Regions from separate parts of the Mus musculus genome. Here region 2 is linked to region 1. Evidence: chromatin contacts called from public HiChIP or PLAC-seq data. All regions are on one chromosome and are shown on one strand. The core of a region is the stretch at or near the end of the contact, and the rest is flanking DNA. Distances in the headings are between cores, read along the strand shown. Region 1 holds the start of Oasl2 (2'-5' oligoadenylate synthetase-like 2). Region 2 holds the start of Pxn (paxillin).

Evidence for each region. HiChIP or PLAC-seq counts read pairs in DNA pulled down with a chosen protein or histone mark.
Region 2: an H3K4me3 HiChIP or PLAC-seq map of bone marrow-derived macrophages shows a contact between it and region 1, with 4 times the contacts expected there. The contact joins the promoter of Pxn here to the promoter of Oasl2 in region 1. A contact is called at or near these places in 2 of 115 datasets of contacts at active chromatin or transcription factors (bone marrow-derived macrophages and memory CD8 T cells) and 1 of 9 other capture datasets (adipose tissue).

What each region holds. Positions count from the first base shown.
Region 1 is chr5:114,895,431-114,899,949 of GRCm38.p6, forward strand. Oasl2 (2'-5' oligoadenylate synthetase-like 2) reads left to right here and starts at 1,504. Exons shown (of 6, transcript NM_011854.2): 1 at 1,504-2,432; 2 at 4,312-4,519. The coding sequence starts at 2,235.
Region 2 is chr5:115,504,835-115,509,273 of GRCm38.p6, forward strand. It overlaps Pxn (paxillin), which reads left to right and starts at 1,842. Exons shown (of 12, transcript NM_133915.3): 1 at 1,842-2,034. The coding sequence starts at 2,022.

The DNA.
Region 1 (4,519 bases), core at 254-2,753:
ATCAAGCAGACCTAGACCCCTCCCCCCAAAGGCCATCTCTGGGGTCCTGAGGTGAGATTAAAGTCTGAATAACAGACAGCATCCCCTTCAAGCTGTGGTCCCGGTTCACCATCGACCCCCTCCTTGCCTGGGCTTCGTCTTATCCTGAAGGCACTCTGACAAGATGTTAGACTTGTGTGAAATCTGTTTTTAGGAGACAAGATTTCCCTCTGGCTGCCCCCCTTTCCTCTCCCAGCATGAGATTTTTGGGGAAATTACCATTTCTTTGGGACCCATCATTTCAATTATAGTAGTCTGATGGGTTAAGAGACACAAAGTATATGTTTAGACTATCTTCAGTTTCCACCAGACTACTTACAACGTCATCTGACACCTGAGGCATGGCACCCGGGACCCACAAGCACAGGACTCCTTCCTCAATGTTTCTGGGGCTCTGTTTCAACTCAGTGACCCCTTGTTGACATGGTCTCCTTGACCCCAATGGCCATCCACCTTTACACAGGTGGACAGGAGAGTTAACACGTTACTTGGTTATTTTGTAAGCAAGCTTACTAGTAAATCCTTACTAGCATCTGTGTCAAGCAAGCACCTCAAACCTCAATCCAAGCTTCCTTCTTCTGAGAAGAGAGAATCTCAACTGAGAAAATACTTCCATAAAACTGGCCTTTAGCCGGGCAGTGGTGGCGCACACCTTTGATCCCAGCACTTGGGAGGCAGAGGCAGGCAGATTTCTAAGTTCGAGGCCAGCCTGGTCTACAGAGTGAGTTCCAGGACAGCCAGGGCTACATAGAGAAACCCTGTCTCGGGAAAAACAAAACAAAACAAAACAAAACAAAAACTGGCCTTTAGGCAAGCCTGTGAGGCATTTGCTAAATTAGTGATTGATGGGGGAGGGTCCCGCCCCCTTCCCCCCCCCCCCCCCCCCCCGTCCATTCTGGGTCATGCCAACCCTGGGGGGGCAGTCCTGGGGTGTATGAAAAAGCAGACTGAGCAAGCCATAAGGAGCAAACCAATAAGCAGCACACACTCATCCACCGCCTCTGTTCTTGAGTTCCTGCCCTGACTTCCCTGCATGGTAGGCAATCTCGAAGATGCCACAAAAAAAACCTTTCCTCCGCTGGGCGGTGGTGGCACACGCCTTTGATCCCAGCACTTGAGAGGCAGAGGCAGGTGGATTTCTGAGTTCCAGGCCAGCCTGATCTAGAGAGTGAGTTCCAGGACAGCCAGGGTTACACAGAGAAACCCTGTCTCAAAAAACAAAAACAAAACCAAACCAAAACAAACAAACAAACAAAATTCTTCCCCAGGACATGGTATTTATAGCAGAGATAGGAACCCTAACCAAGACAGGATATATAGATGTGTTTCCTGGGTAGTGTGATATGAAAGTTACTATTTGTGGTGACTGTGGCAAAAGTTGCCTTTTAGGCATGAAAAAAAAAAAAAAGCTTAGTCAGGAACCTAATCCTACACCCAAGGCTGCACCTGATAACCAGAACACGTCACTCACTGAAGATAACTAGACAGAAAACATCGTGAGACTACCTCACGCTGTCCATTGACCAGGAGCAATCCTTTGTGCCTCACATCTTTGGGACTGCGGTAGGCATCAGAGAAATGTCACCTCGATGGGCCCTGCAGCTGGAGAGTCTGACCCTGGATATGGCCTTCAGCTAAGACACCTGCACAGATGATGAGCAGCCTCGGGGAGACTAGCTGAGGTCGGTAGTTAGGAATGTGGAGTGTGGATGTTGTGACCCTCAGCATAAGCAGGAATAACCTAGCCTAACCCTATCGCTCGAGACGCCACTAGTAACGGAGACACTATGCGTGATTAAGAATGAAATAAATGCATTTGCCACTGCCAGATCACCAGGCAGATGAGATTATGTGGCCAAATCGCTGCCACTGAAACTGCTGAATCTTACTCTGTTGTGGTAAACAACATCCTGTGCTCACAACAGAGCCGGTGGGGAGACTGCATCCTTAACTCCTGTTCCCTTCTGCCTTGAAGAAGGTAAACTGGATCTCCCTGCAGTTTCACTTTCAATTCTTGTCAAAGCTTGGTTTCTGTTTCCAGTTTCTCCAAGGAGGGAGGGGCAGAGCGCTTTTCTTCTTTCCATGCAACTCTCCATCCCATTGTCTCCTCCAGAGAACGCTGCAGGAAGCTTCTCCCATCAGAGCTGAGCAGAAGCTCAGAGGATTTATCTAGAGGACAGGCTGGCCCAGCTGAAATGGACCCGTTCCCCGACCTGTATGCGACCCCTGGGGACAGTCTAGACCACTTCCTGGAACACAGCCTTCAGCCCCAGAGGGACTGGAAAGAGGAAGGGCAGGATGCCTGGGAGAGAATCGAGAGGTTCTTTCGGGAACAGTGCTTCCGTGATGAGCTGCTCCTGGACCAAGAAGTCAGGGTGATTAAGGTGGTGAAGGTAAGCACACAGGGTTCTGAGTTTAAAGCTCACCTCTGCCCTGTGGGGCTTGTGAACTTGAGAGGTGGGCCATTTCACCCCCTCTGAGTCTGTGTCCTCTTCTTAAGATGGGTTTAGTAGAAGCAGTAAATGGGATAAAGCATAGAAAATTTCTGTGCATTTAAAATTAGCCTTGCAATGCTGAAGGACAGAGGTGGTAATGATAATTTGGGATTCTGGTTCCTGAATGGACCATAGTCACCGGTTTCCATAAAATGTGTGCCTTTGCTTCCTGTCTAAGAAATAATACTTGGCCAGGCGTGTGTGGTCCTGCATGCTTTTAATCCCATCACTCAAGAGGTAGAGGCAGGCAGATTTCTGAGTTCGAGGCCAGCCTGATATAGAGTGAGTTCCAGGGCAGCCAGGGCTGCATAGAGAAACCCTGTCTGGAGAAAGGGAAGGGAAGGGAAAAAGGGAAAGGAGGAAAAGGGAAAGGGGGAAAGGATAGGAAAGAAAAAAAAAAAGACTACTACTTTACTTCTAAGTGAAGGAAACCTATTGTTCTCTAAGTTAGTAGTATTGGTCATGTTAGAAATTACCTAGCAAGACTACTTGGTAAACCATTGGGATTCTAAGGGCTGCCTGTGTAAGTAATTCTACGGCTAGCTGTTTCTCCCAGAAAAACACAAACTTACAGCCCACCCCCTCCAATCAAGACCATTTGGATCAGAGCTCTGGGTGTTGTTTATTCTGCTAAAATGAATGACAACTTAAGTGGTTTTTTTTTTTTTGTTTTTTTTGTTTTTGTTTTTCGAGACAGGGTTTCTCTGTATAGTCTTGGCTGTCCTGGAACTCACTTTGTAGACCAGGCTGGCCTCGAACTCAGAAATCCGCCTGTCTCTGCCTCCCAAGTGCTGGGATTAAAGGCATGCGCCACCACCACCCGGCATGACAACTTAAGTTAACTTGAGTAAGTCAACTTTACCTGGGAACTCTGAGCCATGGTAGCAGAGGTTAAGACGGGAGAGAAAGAGCTTTTGATGAAGAAAAATCTCAACAAACCTTCAAAACCAGAGATCAGGGAGGGTTCTTAGCCAAAAAGCTTTGAAGACAGAAATGGAAACTCCCACAGCTGCTGCAAAAGGATACATCGTATCCCATTTGTGTTCTGGTTCCTGCAAATTTCTGCCTGACCTAGGTCGATTGCTTGTAGCAGCCTCTTGGCTTCTGGGACTTGAAAGAAACAAACAACAAAAAAAGGAAGTCCAGAGCTGGGTGTGGTAGCGTTCACCTGTAACCCCAGCAGTCGGGAGGTTGAGGCAGGAGGATTACCAGTTTAAGACTGTTAAACCTGTTCTTATAGCAAGTTCCAGGCCAGCCGTGACTGCATCAGTGAGGCACTGTCGAGGGGTCAAGAGGAGGAGCTGAGGTTTAGACTCTCTCATCTTCTTTGGTTTTACCTTTTTTTTTTTTTAAACTAGCAGAAAAAGGATTTTGTTTCATTATAGCATTTTTCAAGTAGCAATTTGTTTTGGGCTAGGGATGTAGTTCTGAGGTTGGTATGTTTTGTGCCTAGAATGGTGGCTACCTGTAACTTAACTCCAGAGGCGCTCCCTTCCACCTCTCTTCTGGCTTCTGAGGATAGACACCAGGCACACCTATGGTGTATGTGTACATGCCGACAAAGCAGCCATACACATAAAGTGTTGCCCTTGTTGAGATTTCAGAACATTTGGGTCTCTCAGTTTTGGATCAGGGATGCTCAGCCCATAACGCCCACAGCACAGGTCTCTCTTAAAGGACTGTACAGAGAACTTACCATGAATGGGTCTGGCTTAACTCTCAACTTCAAAGCATCAAATCTCAGGAGAGGTAAATCTGCCATTGTCACCTTCCACAGGGAGGCTCCTCGGGAAAGGGGACAACGCTGAACCACAGATCTGACCAAGACATGATTCTGTTCTTAAGCTGCTTTTCCAGTTTCGAAGAGCAGGCGAGAAACCGGGAGGTCGTCATCAGCTTCATTAAGAAGAGGCTGATTCATTGTAGCAGAAGCCTGGCCTACAACATCATTGTCCTTACCCACAGAGAGGGCAAAAGGGCCCCTC
Region 2 (4,439 bases), core at 592-3,091, 610 kb after region 1:
GGCTGGCCTTGAACTCAGAAATCCACCTCCCTCTGCCTCCCAAATGCTGGGATTAAAGGGATGCACTACCACTGCCCGGCTGTTGTGTTGTTTTTTGAGACGGGTTTTTCTATTACGTAATTCTGGTTGTCCTGGAACTCACAGAGATCTACCTGCTTCTACCTCCTGGGTGCTAGAATTAAATGTATGTGCCACCATGCCTGGCCAACAGTTTACATTTTTATTTGTCAATGATTTTAGATAGAGTCTTATATAGCCCAGGGTAGTTTCATAATCAATATTTAGCTAAGGATGGCCTTGAATTTCTTATTCTCCTGCTTCCACTTCCTAAGGGTGGGGATTTAAGTCCTATGTTACTTGTTGGGCTGGTCTTGAAGTATGTATGTATGTATGTATGTATGTTTTGAGACAGGGTCTTATGTAGCCCTGGCTGGCTTTGAACTGAACTGACTGTGTGGTGTTAAGGACAACTTTGAACTCCTGATAAACTTGCCTCTGCCTACTAAATTCTGGGATTATAGTCTTGTGCCACCACACTCAGTTTGTGTGTGTGTGTGTGTGTGTATTTATTTTTAAAAGTTTTCAAAAAATTTAAAATTTGAGACAGGTCTTCCTATAAATTGCCCAGTTTAGTCCTTACTCTTTCTCTAGTCCAGTGTAATCTTGAATTTGAAGACCTGCCTGCATCTCCCAACTAGCTGAGATTATAGTCCTGAGCTACTACACCAGGCTTTTATCATCCAGTTTCTGAGTCCCCTGGGCAAATCTGCCAGGATCCGGGAATGAAGTTTTGGTAGTTTTTGCTTTGCTGTAATGTGGGGTAAATCTACCTTGTGCAGAATTTTGGCAGTCTCTAGGAAGGGGGAAGCAGGGAAAGGGGTAAAATGAAAGGTTTCATAAGCTCTAAAGTACTGGATCTGGGGCCAGAGTTGGTCGCAGCCACTGCTGATGTTACCAGTCAGGACAAAGGTCTCAGGTTCCAGCCTGGCTGGAGGTACAAAGAGACCCTGTTTCTCCGGGCAGTGGTGGTGCATGCCTTTAATCCCAGCACTCAGGAGGCAGAGGCAGGCGGATTTCTGAGGCCAGCCTGGTCTATAGAGTGAATTCCAGGACAGCCAGGGCTACACAGAGAAACCCTGTCTCGAAAAACCAAAGAGAGGGCTGGTGAGATGGCTCAGTGGGTAAGAGCACCCGACTGCTCTTCCGAAGGTCCAGAGTTCAAATCCCAGTAACCACATGGTGGCTCGCAACCATCTGTAACGAGATATGACGCCCTCTTCTGAAGACAGCTACAGTGTACTTACATGTAATAAATAAATAAATCTTTAAAAAAAAAAACCATGAATTGTTTCAACATTAATTCAAATGAATACTTTAAAAAAAAAAAAAAAGAAAAACCAAAGAGAGAGACAGAGAGAGAGAGAGAGACAGAGAGAGAGAGACCCTGAGAGAGAGAGACAGAGAGACAGAGAGAGAGAGAGAGACCCTGTTTCACAAAAACTACATCTGGGATATTATTCTGGGATGACTAGCACTGCCATCAGTCCAAAGGCTCCAGGCAAGCCGATTTAATCCTCCTGGGAGGTGACCTACAGGGACAGGTGGACAAATCCGACTCTCTTGAGTGACAAATCTGCCACCGACTCTCTTGAGTGACTAGTCTGCCAGAAGGTCGGGTCAGACTGAACGCAGAGGTTCATGGCCTATAGACGCCACCAGCCTGTCCAGCCGCCAGGGGGCGCCACGACCACGCCCAGCTTTCGCCCCCTGCGGGATTGGGCGTGCTGGGGGGGTGGGGGGTCGGAGGCGGGGCGTGGCCAGCGTGCACGCGGGGGCGGGGCTATCCTGTCGCGGGCGCGCGCGCCGGCGGCGGCGGCGGTGGTGGAGGAGGAGGCAGCGCGGCAGCGGGTTCCGTTCCGGGCCGAGGCTGGACGCGGAAAAGTTGCGGGGCGGCGAGGAGCAGCCCGGAGACGGGCAGCGAGGGCGACATCGAGCCGGGGACTGGCGTCTGAGGACCAGCCATGGACGACCTCGGTGAGTGCGGGAGACGGAGGGCGGAGCGGCCGGGGCCCGGCGGCCGCCGATCCCACCCTAGCGCCCGGCTGGGCTGCGGTGCCTACGGCCCGGGGCTGTGCTGGCCGCTCTTCGCTGCGGCGCCTGAGGACCTCGATCCCGTACTGGGTGTTCAGGGACCCACCTCTGGGAGAGGCGCCCCGCTCCCGGGGCAGACCTCCTTGGCTTGCAGGAGACCCTCACTTGGCTTCCCCACCCCCACCTCAGAGCGTCTGCCTATGGGACTCGGTCTCAGAGGCTGTTTCTTCTATGACCCCCCTCTGTTCCCTCCAGGCCACCTTCCACTTTGCACACTGCCCCCAGACCCCCCACCCCGTTTCAGGGATATAGCCCCTTTCGAGAGAGCCCACCCATTTCCTATCACAGCCCACAGAAAAGCTTGTGAGGACCACACCCCCATTCTAATGACAAGTGTCCCCGGGGGTACTGCATATACACCCCCCCCCAACCCCCACCACACACCGTTTCAAGTCTGGTCACCCTGTATTACAAGATCAAGTTTAAACTTAGAAAGGCAAGTTTGGGGGGGTGGTGGCTTATGACTCCCGCCTCTCACCCACCGTTCCCAGACCCTGGTGACATGCCAGAGGAATGAGAAGGGGAATGGGCCGCAGGCTACGGCCATCTCTGAACGTGTCCTGGCTGGCAAGGTCCCCCACCCCCAGCATCAGAGCTGCTGGAAACCCCACAGGTAAAGAGGACAGGACACCCAGAACAGAGTTTTAACTGTCCTCGTGTTATTGGAGCCCAGAGGCCATTCTTTTCAGCCCACACTTGGTCTGCTGTTAGGACAGAGGAAAGGAAAGACTCTCCTGGAAGTGGATTTTAAACCCAAGGGGGTTGATTCAAGGCTTCTAGGAATGCCCAGTGAATCCCAGCGTGAAGGAGCCCCTGTCTTCCCCTCCCCGGAGGGCCCCTCAGCTGAGGAGGTGTGTGTGGGATAAAGTCCCTTCTCTGTAGGAGCCTTGTCTTCACTCTCTGGACTGTGGGTGGCTTGTATGACCGCTGGTGCCATCCGTGTCCCTGGCTCTGAGGAGCAGATTCACTAGATAAGACTGAGGGACCTCTCAGGCAACACAGGGTACCAAGTTAAGACTGGTCATTTTTAAAACTGGCTACAGTTTCCTTGTGGGATCAGGGAGCTGGTGTAACATCCTGGAGGCTGGGATGGTGTTGGGTCCTGCTTGGTTCACGGAGTGGGCTGTCTGCCAGGCATAGCTATGCTTTTGGGTCAGGCTTGGCACGTCCGTTCCCGATGCACTCAAGGTTGGCGTAGCTTCCAGGCAGGTATTTTTAATTTTTATTCTTCCACATAAAAATACCTGAGCTTTCGAAAGGAGGCCGGGGTGATGAGCTTTTGAGTAGGTATCTGAATGTGTAAGGGGTTCCCCCGGTGGGGACGAGGGGAATCTAGTCACAGCACCTCACAGGCTGGTTGAGGGCCCTGTTGCTTCTGGACAGTCCCCGTGCTGTTTGAAGGACTGAGGAAGTCTTTGTAGTGTCCGCAGAGCTCGGAATTCCCGGCTTCTGACTGTCTTCCATTTAGGGCCAGCACACTGAGTTGTCTTTGAAAGGAAAGAGTGCTTTCTGGCAGACGGGGACCGTAGGGATTGAAATGGGCTGTCTGTGGAGTTCTTACCCATGCCTGGATTTGTCCTGTCCTTTCTGTAAGATCACCCTGAGGCCATGGCCACCAACACTACCTCTATTTAACAAGAGACCAAGAGAGGCTGAGTCTCTGACCCAAGGTTGCACAGCCCAGAAACGAATGAAGTCTGTGCCTAGAAGCTGGTCCCTGGGCAGCTCCTGTATACATTCCTTCCGGGGAAGGGGGTGAGCTGGTGCTGGCAGGAGGGGTGGCAAGGGGTGGTGGCTGCCACCTGTGACTTCTGCTGCCTTCTCTAGACTCTCCAGTTGCTCCATCCGAGCTACACTGCCTCCTTAGTCTGGGCTCTCAGGGGGCCGTTCCGCCTGGCTGACCAGAGCCCAGGGCGGGGTGGGGGTAAGGATGGATGTGCAGGACTGGAGAGGAATTTGCTTCTCAGCCCAGGCGGTCAGCTGTCTGCATGGCTGCTCAGCACACTGCCCGTCAGCTGTTTTCCTAAGTTAGGATGGCTTATGACGGGCCAGCCCTCTTGTTTTTATTTGTGTCCCAAGAGAGATCTCAGCAGCGTGCACCTCCCCGTCACTTAACATGGGGCAGTCGTTTAAGGTGATCTCCTTGTGGCAAGGCCATGCGTGGGGTGCATACCTAGCCTCCATGATAACGGTGGGGTTTTTTGGGGGAGGGCTTGAGAGTAAAAATAATAAATCAATTTAAAAAGATTAATTGGAGGACTCTTCCCCTCCTCACAGTGGCCAGTGAG